Linked DNA regions of Mus musculus: region 2 is linked to region 1. The links are chromatin contacts, called in public HiChIP or PLAC-seq maps. All regions are on one chromosome and are shown on one strand. The core of a region is the stretch at or near the end of the contact, and the rest is flanking DNA. Distances in the headings are between cores, read along the strand shown.

Region 1 (5,771 bases), core at 2,699-5,198:
ATCTTTCATTTTTTTTAATTTTTTCCTCATTTTTCTAGTAAATAAAAGAATACAAAGATAATTATACTACCATTATAGCTGATGAATTTATTACATTTTCTGAACTGGGCTAATACATAATGACATACAGCACATAAAAATAATCAGCAAATTTTATAATATAAGCAGCTTTCAACTTCGTGTGTAATTGACAGAGAATATATATTCTGTAAATGACAGAAAAATATATATTCTGTAGTAACAAAAAGTCTGAAAAAGCCAATTGCCACTGAGAAAATATCAGGGAATGCATTAAAGATACCTAATAAAATTCATTCCCAGGATTTCAATGTTTTATAGCTTAGTCTCAGGTAACTTAAAAAAAAAAAAACTTCTAGTGCTATTTTACTCAGTCATTTTTTAAGCTAATAGAATTTTAATGACAAAGCTTCATAGAGACAGCTTATGAAAAAAAGACACAACCTGTTGTCTGTTAATTCAATTAAAAATACAAAGAGTAATCTAAAACTGTAATTTTACTTTGGAATGCAAATCAAGTATAAGTGCATTATTGGTAAATAAAATACGACAAAATAATAAATGGCTATTTTACCATAACCAAGTAGGATTTATTCCAGAAATAAAGGTTTGTTGTAATACTAAGTACCTAGCTTTCTAATAAATCATGCATCAACAAATTAAAAAAACTATATGTTTAATAATGGATATTGAAAAGACATTGATAAAATCAAGGAGACATTTCTAATAGTAATACTATATAAAAACAAGAACAGAAGGAATTTCTAAACATGAATAACTACTTACCAACAATCAACAACAAAGTCACACATGAAACAATAAAGTCATTCTCATAAAAATTAGAAATAGAAAAAGGCATGTCTGCCATCATCATCACATAACACTGCTCTGGAAAATCCAGCTAATGTTATACTAATAAGTATAAGCATTAGAAGAAATAAAATTATCTGTATTTACATACAAAATGATTGTATATATCAAGAAAATCCAAGTTTCTAATTTAACATCCAATGTAACATATAGGATTAAATAAACTCATTGGATAAAAGATAAAAATATAAAATCTGTAGATTTGCTTTATTGATAAAAATAAAAAGTTACTTATAAGATGGAAAAATATTCAACTTATTACAAAATTTGATAACTGCAAAAATAAATTCCATTTGATATGAATGACCTATATGAAAAAATGTTATGAAAACAAGATAAAAATATTTCAATGATCTACCAAATCTCTTGTGTGGTAAGAATATCACTATTAATTTTATTCTTGTATATAAGAATACAGAAAATTGATGCAATTCTGATAAGTATCAGACCCTTTCAAAATATCAATAAAATGCATTGTTTTTTTTTCTCTTGAAAGGATGAATGTTGAGGATAAATTATAATAAGAAAGAAAAACAACTATTGAAAGGGAATTTGTTATTCCAGTTTCTGAAACTCATGGTCTGGTATTATGTTTAAAATTAACTTTCACTCAGAAATTTGAAAAAGAGTGATTTTTTAAAAAGTAATTTCTACAGTAGAATATGTAATGCAAAATATTTAGAGTTGAGTCCCTATGTATTAGCATATGCAAAAATGAATTTCAGGTAGATAAAAATTTAAATATAATAAAGATTATAAAAGAAAAACCAAGTGAATATTGGTATGACCTAGGTTAGGGACACCTGTCTGAAGAAGATAGGAAACTAAAAATTTATAAAAGACATAAACATTTAAAAATTATAAAATTAAGTTTTTAAAATTGTAAAGTGAACAATAAAGATTAATAACAATATAAAGTTCATTAACACATGAAATAAAAAAGATTAAATGTACTTTCATTGTAGAAATTCCTATAACTTTACATGGAAAATATCAACTGAATATATATATGTATATATAGACAAGAAACAAAGAATAGGAATTAGCAAAACAAAAAAAGAGAAATATCCCAAGTAGAAAAAAATAAGTCTCATTGAGTCAGGTAAACATCAAATAATCAGGAACCCATGGAACGTTCTACCTGTCAGCGTTGCAAACATCAAAGACCAGTGGATGGCAACCTTGCAATAGTTCTTAAAACTAAATATACACCTACATAACACTTCTATAGAAATAAGAGCACCTTAATACAATAAAACATCATTATGAGTAAAAAAGGAAATAAATGCCCACCAATACCAGAATGGATACTTTTTGGCACATCTGTATGGACTGTGAACACTGGTGAGAGGAAGTATGAGAGTGACGGACAGAGACTGACTGTGCCATTTATCAAAAACCATATCATATGGAAGTCAGTTTTACAAAAGTTACATTGAAGTTTCTGCTTGAGAGCAGGGAAAACATCCCAAGAAAAATGCCAAATTCTCAAACTAAGGGGAAGAATTAGAAAGAGGGGGAAGGGAGCAGAAGCCACGTTGCACAGTTTATCTACTTTTGAGTTGTTTCGGTGAATCCAAACACTTCTCTTTTTTTCTTAGCAGCCAATTTAAAATTTCAATTATAAAACAAAGAACAAAAGTACCAACATATACTTGAGTCAGAACTGGAAAACAGTCAATATAAGATATGGAGGCACAATAAGATTTAGCCACTGTCCAGAACTTTTGACCTCAAAATTGACCTCAGAAAAACTTAATTTTGAGAACATAAAATATTTATCCTCTGATAGTTCCACACGTTTCGCAAAGAGGTCTATAAACTTACGGGGTTTTCACCAAGCCATAGACATAAATGTGAATATCATCATCAAACTTAATGAAGTAGACAGATGGCTTGGCTACCACCTGATGAATAAAGATCCCAGTTCTCTTGGACCCGTCGTCTTTGGCGTGTTCCACCTGCTTGCCCACAAGGCTGTCGAGCACCTCCCCAGGCTCCTGTTCAGCTGCAGGGAAGTAGTAGTTGGAATCTGGAATGATACGCAGGTCACCATCTTTGTAGTCGTCCAGCAGGGTGTACATATAGAGGACCGGATCTTTCTCGTAGGTGATGTAAAACCAAGTATCCATGATGGGGGCTCGCGCCAACACCATACCCTTCCACTCATCTTTCTTGCCATGCTCACCTTCGAACACATGTCCCACTGCCTTCCCAACCAGGGAATCGGCCAGGCGAGAGTCAATGCGAGGAGAAGGAACTCTCTCAGGAAGAATCTCCAGCGCTAAAACTCTCTTATCTCTGTGCAGTTCCAGTCCGTACACACTGTCTTTGCCATCATATTTGATGATATACAGAGTGGGCTTCACGGAGACCTGCTCGAGCACAGTACCTTTCCATTGCTCCACGGGCTCATTGCCTTCTTTCCAGCCGTGTTGAATGCGGCAGCCCACGATGTTCCTATGAGTGAGGAAAGTGGGCTTACGGCGCTGCTTCTTGTGAGTGTGCCTTTTCTTCATCAGGTACGCGGACACACCATCCACCCCAGTAGGAGGCACAGTCGGAGGAGACATGGCTCGAGGCTTCGGTGGCCAAAGTAAAGCTGCTCTTTGCTTAACAAGCTGACTAACAGTCAGCAGTGTCCAACGGCAGATATTTTTCGCGATCCGAGAGACTGTATCAGTCCTCTTTTCAGATTTTGTCAGAAAAGAGCTAACTGACTGGGAACTGAGACAGAGAGTGCCGCTCACTAGTGCTTTTTTCCTCCTTCAGGGAGGGGTGACTGCAATAGTGATGGCTCCAGAGAGATGGCGGGCTCCCGGGTTCGTTCTGTCCGCCCCTGGCGCCTTCCCGGACTCCCAAGCCCACGTCCCAGCCAGAATCCGCCACTTAGCTGTTGTCAACGCTGCTGCGGTCGCAGAACGGCAACAGAGAAGAAGTGGACTGTTAACCTGGACCGGAGATAACAGGGATGTTTCGCGGCCACGAAAGTGCAGGCAGTAGCACGTCTCCCAGCAGTTTGCGCTTTGCGCGGCCTGGTCTTGGCAGCGCTTGTCAGCTTGGCCAATCTGCGAAACCGGGATTTTTGTTGCTTAGGGAATCCTCCTCCTCTGAGCCCGCCCTCTCCTTTCCTCCACCCCTCCCGCTTCCGTCCTGCCTTCCGCTCCTGGGGCAGCCACACTGACACAGGCTCTCTCCTTTACTCCCGTGGCCCCCCAGCCGGTTCATTCCCACCAGAACCAGACAGTACAACACCCCTCCTCCCCTGCAGGCTGTCTGCTGCCCAACTGCATACTTCACTGAGGCTCCATCTGCTTTCTATCTTCCAGGAATTCCTCACAAGCAGAAAAAGAAAAGAAAAGTGAAAAAGAAAGAAAAAAAAATACGTGGGGTGGGAGAAATTGTATAAACAAATCTACAATTTCTTTCTTTTTTAAGAAATTTGAAGCGGGATTGGGGAAAAGTCGTGCACAGTCCACCATGTTAACTTAAACTCTCCTTTATATTTTCTACCTGATCATTCGTCCTAACGATTTTTAGTATGTTTTTCTAAGTGGAAGGAAAATATGCTGGTATTTGCTTTTCTAAAACTGAGTGAAATAAAAAGCAAAGCAAAACAAAACTAACTTTAGCCATACAAACCAGGCAAACATCAAAATGTTTATTAAGCTGATTTCTTATTAATATATCTTTCTATAACCTTATGCATTTGAGAGCAACTTTTATATTTCTATACCTTTTTTGCTTACTTTGTCACTTATATCACGAGTAGTTTCTGTCATGATTAAATATGCTGGAAACATGATTTGTTTTTCAGTTTTTTGAGACAGGGTTTCCCTGGGTAGCCCTGACTGTCCTGGAACTCACTCTACATACCAGGCTGGCCTCGAACTCAGAGATATGCCCCCCCCCCCTTCTCTGCCTCCCAAGTACTGGGATTAAAACCATGCGCCACCATGCCAGGCTGGAAACACAATTTTTAATGGTTCCATATGTGAACATAAAGAACACAGCTCTCATCTCAAAATAAAAGATGGTTTATTCTAGAATCAAATATAAGTGACCAAGACCAAGGTCCACAACTTTAGGTTACCCCAAGTTCTATGTTCCAATGTGGTAACAGTTTCATGGAATTTTGTTGGTGTTGTCGCTGCTGTTTATTATTAACCTGTGTGTGCATGAAGTGTCTATGTTGGAAGGGGGCAGAAGTGGAAAAGTGGAAATCAGAAGATAACATTGTGTAGTAACTTCTTTCCTTCCACATTTACTTGAATTCAATGGATTGAACCCAAGTCCACAGGTTTATGCCACAAGTTCCTTTGTAAGATAAGCCTCTTACCCAACTGGCCTCATGAAATTTTTATAGCAGCAAAACAAAGAGAACTATAAATCAGGAAACTTTTAAAAGGCATCAGGGGAAGCCTTGGGTAGGCGTGTTATAGCAAACCGGAGAAACTTCTGCAGTAGGCTTCAGATACTATCTGACAGCATTCCCTGCCTTTGGGCCAGTGAAAGCCGAGGATCTGTGCACACATTCCAAAAGAACTTACCTAATAGCCGGAAGAATGGTTAGGTCACTCACAGAGTTGAACAATACATGACCATTTTGGGTGGGGTGAGGGTGAAGATAGTTTAAGATAATGTGACTCTGGAACTGCGACAGCTGAACTCCTCCATTATACTCATAACTGAGTCAGTTAATCAACCATGTACAAAGTTCAACGTATGTGTGGCTTTTCCCCCAGAGAACTTCAGTTAACCCACACTGTTTGTTCTTAATATTCCTTCAATGGCTCCTCATTTATCCTAAATAGTCTAAGGCAGAAAAAGTAACTAATACAACTCTCCTTTTCATATATGAATTGATTAATTGAACTCGTCTT
Region 2 (5,505 bases), core at 1,192-3,691, 50 kb after region 1:
TAAGGGAAAGGGTGCTCTCACTGTTTACAGCTTTCATTCTTGTCTCCTCTGCCTCACCTTGCACCATCCATCCCTTTATCTTGCCCCACAAAATGCATTTTACTCCCACTGCCTTTATGGGGTTCTTCCTTCTTTTCAGCATTTACTGCAAACGTTTCACTTTCCTATGTGCCTGCTCTAGATGAATAAGGCCATGTCTGACTCATCTCAGATTCTGTAATGGCTGGCAAGGGCCAGACAAAGAGGGGCTGTTCACAAGGCAAGTCTCCTACTGTCATATATTTGCTCAATATCCTCCAGTGCCTTCCACCCAAACTTAAAGCCAAAGCCCTTTAAGGATATATAATCTGACCTCCCATTATTCATTTACAATCTTCTGCCTTCCCCTCAGCGACACTGGCCTCTTTCTTTTGCTTGGCACATTAACTCTGGGATTTCAGGGTCTTCCTTCCACCTTAGATGCTCTGCTGCAAAAAGGCCACATGATTTTTCTCCTTCATCTCCTTTAGGTCTTTTCTCAAATGTCGTCCCCTTTGGTAATTCTTATATTACTTTAGCCTAAAATACGTTATTTTCTCCATATTCCCTATCCATATCTGATGATGAAATTCTTTTGTTGTTTTTCTTCCTTATTGAAACATAAAGCATAGAAACTGATCCACCACTTAACACATCTCTAGAACACAGAATGATGCCCGATACTGAGTAAGTATTCAACAATCTGTTAGTGAAGAAATCAATGGTTAAAAGATCAACAGTGACCATTAAACCCTGCCCAGAGCTTTCCTGCAAGTTTTTCATATACTTTTTGTGAAGCCAATGTCTCAAGGAACAGACTTCATTTCAGTCTAATTAATTCTAGCAACCCATTTTTTCAGCTTCATTTACCTGATTACAGGATAATTGATATTGGAGCTGTGTCCTGAACGGCCTAGCAGGCATATCTAATCTAACCTGTGACCCATACGCTGCTTGCATCCCAGGATAGCTCTCAATAAGACCCAATACATTTGTTGATGAAAAATGTCAGGTTTTAAGGTCAAAAAGGTAGAGCAGTACTGAAAGAATGGTAAAACAAAATGTAACCCTTTTTAACCAGTTTAATCTTCAATGGTGTCTGAGTCAACTTATGTCAGTAAGTGTAAAGAAGTAATAAATTTACCTGGGCCTATGTTTAATCTTCTGGACCAAGAAGTACACTTAATTTATTCACCTTCACTTTTAAATGGATACCTTTTCTGTATCCATCATACTGTGGTATATATCTTCTGGTTTCTTTGAATTATACCATCCAATAGTAAACAAGAACAGGACATCAGGTTTTAAACAAGCAGACAAGAATAGGGCATCAGGTATTAAACAAGCAGGTAAGAAAGGGAGAGATACTATAAAGAGAAAATTATAGCCACATGATTTAGTTCTCAAACATGAGGTACAAACACGAGCACTTTCTGAAAATCTTCGGGGGTGGGGGAAGCTGAAGAGAAGCTATCAGGGATATATCCCATTTCTCTTTATTTAAAATGATTTAACGTGAAAGAGTGAAATGACAGCTCATCCAAATCTCTGAACCACAGAGCTCAGAAATGGAAAATTTCCAGAAACTACGGACCTTGGAAACAGGCTCTCCTCCATTCTAATCTAAACTGCTGTAAGCTGTAATCTCTTTAAAGGATACATGACAATTTAACTTATCTCCTTACTTTTTAAGATTTATGAGGGGTAGAGTAGTCTCCATAGGATATGGCAGATGACTGAAATGGTAACTAGAGATAAGTAACTCTAATGGTAACTAGAGATAGATCTGAATATTCATGAGGAAAAGAGGAGGAGAAAAACACAGACACTGATTTAAAGCAAGAGTTTTTATTCTCTAGCCAAATAGTCGACCTTACCAAGACAACAAATGTCTTCATGTTACTCATCCTACCTTTCTCTGTTCAAGGGAAAATAGGTTCTGAAGGTTTCCCAATGAAAGGAGAATCCATTACTTTCTTTTAAGTCTGGGCCAGTGATGGTGTCTTGTTATAAGCAAGGGTTTAAATATATGAAAACATGTATACATTCTGCCCTCTTGCCCTCTATCTATACATATATATTGTATTTTATTTTTATATCTCAAGGTATCACTGGTATTCTACCCTTAGAAGACATTATCTATCAAACAGAATAAAAATGTGTCAACTGATAATTATTGTGGTGTTTTTAAATCATCCACACTAGGAAGAATAGAAGTAGAAGAACAAAGATTTTGTCTGAACATTTATCAACTCTTTGTTGACCCTAATACCGGTCACCTTGGGCTAGACTAAGCAATTTGAAATGTTAAAGGAAATGCTGTTATTTAAACACAGAAAGTTCTACTTGAGTTGAAGGCCATATGGAAAGGTACTGGATCTACTTCTCTACTCTCACCACACCGTTTTTAAATGCCACTTCCTTCCTGCTGACATTTTCCATCTTGGTTATGTCAGCCTACGTGCTATCAGGTCACACAACCTGGGCCTGAGAGATGAGGAAGAAGTGTCATCACTCCTAGTTTGTGGCATTTGGCAAGGAAAGGTTGACGATTTCAGTCACTTCCTCTCTAAGATCAAAGAAACTGTGGGTGTCCACACTGGGATGACTAGGTGACAGAATATTTTTAGAATAATGATGAAAACAGAGCTTGGCCAGGATGCTAGTTATAGCTTGTTCAACAAGCAAGTGGGGCCTCCCCAAACCCCTGTTAATAAAGGGCCTACCTCCCAGTCTAGGACAGAGGCCTGCCATTGCGCAATCTTGTCAATATTCTCCAGACGTCGCTTGCGTTCATTGATCTGCTGAGTCACATTTCTCATGACAGCCAAAGCAGCTGCAACGTATCTGTAATCACTGTGAAGAAATAAGAGTGAAATGTGGATGAACCAATGTGCAATACGCCACTCCTAAATCCATTCTATTCTTCCTCCTTAGTAAGAGTCTGGATTATCAGATAGTAATTTCCAGTCCTATTTTTAGATGACTATGTGACTTATGTTCATACAAAAACCATACCAGCCTCGTAGATATCCTTCCTGTAAACTCTTTTCAAAGGGAATAGATCTCTTCAAATTTTATAGCTCTCTATTTGTGTTTTACCTGATAAAACCAGCCAAGGAACAAGACAGAAGCATTATACATAGTATAGTCCAGACATCCTAGTCATCTCTTCTATCTGCATTTCTAAGGCGTCACTGTGGTCACCATGGAATAATAGTGATATTTTTCTTCTGGTACAATGAGGAGATCAGTATAGGATAATGCATGAGAACACATAATTTGAAGCCAGACTCTTGAGTTCACACCCAGTTTTATCACTAACTAGCAGTGTTGTCTTCAGCAAGTATCACTCGCACTTGATTCAATTTTCTCATGCAGAAAATGGGGAGATTTTGGCAGAATTTATTGATGGGTTTAATAAATAAATGCACTCATCCATACATATTATTTTACTCTTAATTCATAAGATTAAGTACTTAAGTATTAAGCATTTCTCTTGTGATAGCTGTAATACAGGATATCTCCCATAGAATTCTTGGTCTGAGAAGTACAACCTATATCCCAGCTTCTAGAAACATTTGATAATTTGTGTTGAGAGTCATATCATTCTACCCAATTTTGTCTGCTGTCTGACCTGATTTCCAATTGAATAGCTATTATAAAAGGCAGACTGAAAATGCGACTCCAGCCACTTGACACAGACAGGATGACCTGAGAAGGCAATAAGATTAATTACAGCTCAGTATTAATATCTTCTTTCAGTAAAGCTAAACTATCTTGTGGTTGTAGCCTTTATACTCTCCCAGCACTGATTGGAAAAATAGCTGTGAGAAAGGATGCAAAAATGTTGTTTCCCTGTTATTAATGTATTGGAGAATGGGATGATGGAACAAGTCAAAGAAGGGGAGCTCTAGATGCCAGGACAGATACCATGCAACACCTCCTCTTAGGTACCATCCATGACTCCAATTTGTACTTTGCACACATTCCAGAACTATAGACCTCAAACACTATTGCATTTGATCCACTGTAGTAACAGACTTTTCTCTTAACCAAATTATTCTTTCTCGAGACAGCTAGAAGTACTCATATTTTGAACCTTAGAATGTTTTCTGGTATTATGATGAGTCAGCCATACTGAGTGTAATTACCGACTAATTATACTGTCTAAGGCTCTCCAAAACATGCTTTCTAGGAGATGAATCTCTCAACCGGTTCTTGAATTGTTGAGTGCTCAGATTCACCTGTAAAACTTCACGTTTGTTCCCACTGTCACATTATGCATCTTGTCACATTGCTTGTTCCTCTCTATGGATGATCTGTGAGCTCATTAACACTGTCAGTGTTTCTCTCTGACAAGAATGACCAAGCCAGTTAGACAGAACTGTAATGACAGTGTGGGCAGTAATGACAGAAATAAGTACTGCAATTCTTCAGGCCCAGTTCCCTATCCCCTGTGTCTTTCCTTTTATTGATTTGAGGGTACCAGTATTTTAATCCACTTTCTGGGAGGTAATCATAGAATTATCCCATTCAGAGTGGTACCATAGTCATATTTAATTAAACTTCAATAAGCTAAAAATTTAGTTCCTCAGTTGTATTAGTTATTATCTTAATCCTCCAAGGCCATCACAAACATGACATTCAATTGGACGTTGGTGATAAGAAAGTCCTCTTCCTGACCACAAGTATTAGGCAATCATGGCTGTGGTCCTATAGTTGTTAGTCTTGCCATTTTAGCTGGCTGTCTTTTCTTACAATGGTTCAAGAATAAATGCTATCACATCTGATCTGTACCACTAGCTTTAAAAGTGAACACAACAAGAAGAAAATGGTACAATGGTTGGCTACCACCCATTATTTGGAGTAACAGAACCAAGATTTTCTAGTTTTAGACATATCAACTAACCATGACATTTATATTTCCCCTTTTCTTCTTACTTTAGGTAAGGGGTAATTATGACATACTTTCATATGAAAGAATTCATATGAATTTCATTTATTTCCTATCACTTTTCATCCAGTCTTCTACTTCAGAGACTACTCTGGCTGTTTCATTTCAGACATTTCTATCAGGCTAAGTCTCTAACACTCTAAAAACTCTTGTTTGGGGCATCTTAATATAGCTCCTGAGACCTGAAAAAAATAGTCTTTCTGTGGCTTTGTCTTTTGTCTTTATCCTCTTCTTCCTTGGGCATATTGCTACTCCTGTCTGTCTTTAGCTCACAGTCATGAGACCAGGTATCCTTACGTTAAGTGGTAGATGTCTAATAAGGAAATATTGGAAGTTGATGTAGAAATTGCCAAATAATCTGTGACCATGAGCCTTCATCATTGGAAATAGATGAGGAAGCGATAAGCCTCCAGATTGATTATCCAACACCAAACAATTAGCCATAGAAACACATGTTCAGGCAACAAACATACAATGGATCCAGCAGGAGGATATGTATATATATATATATATATATATATATATATATA

What was found. HiChIP or PLAC-seq counts read pairs in DNA pulled down with a chosen protein or histone mark.
Region 2: a contact with region 1 is called in a BATF HiChIP or PLAC-seq map of CD8 T cells, with 6 read pairs. The contact joins the enhancer-like site here to the promoter of Spin4 in region 1. A contact is called at or near these places in 3 of 484 Hi-C or Micro-C datasets (CD8 T cells, embryonic fibroblasts and nephron progenitors), 1 of 115 datasets of contacts at active chromatin or transcription factors (CD8 T cells) and 3 of 9 other capture datasets (adipose tissue, liver and pancreatic islet).

What each region holds. Positions count from the first base shown.
Region 1 is chrX:95,022,734-95,028,504 of GRCm38.p6, forward strand. It overlaps Spin4 (spindlin family, member 4), which reads right to left and starts at 3,949. Exons shown (of 1, transcript NM_178753.4): 1 at 1-3,949. The coding sequence starts at 3,461. The coding sequence ends at 2,712.
Region 2 is chrX:95,074,695-95,080,199 of GRCm38.p6, forward strand. Arhgef9 (CDC42 guanine nucleotide exchange factor (GEF) 9) reads right to left here. Exons shown (of 10, transcript NM_001290385.1): 6 at 2,745-2,874. Among named protein-coding and RNA genes, the nearest start is that of Spin4, 51 kb to the left of the region's middle. Within about 2 kb of position 2,442, at least 17 of the 459 cell types and tissues checked have an H3K27ac peak or open chromatin away from gene starts, as enhancers often do. A contact at or near this core is called in CD8 T cells, where this site is marked.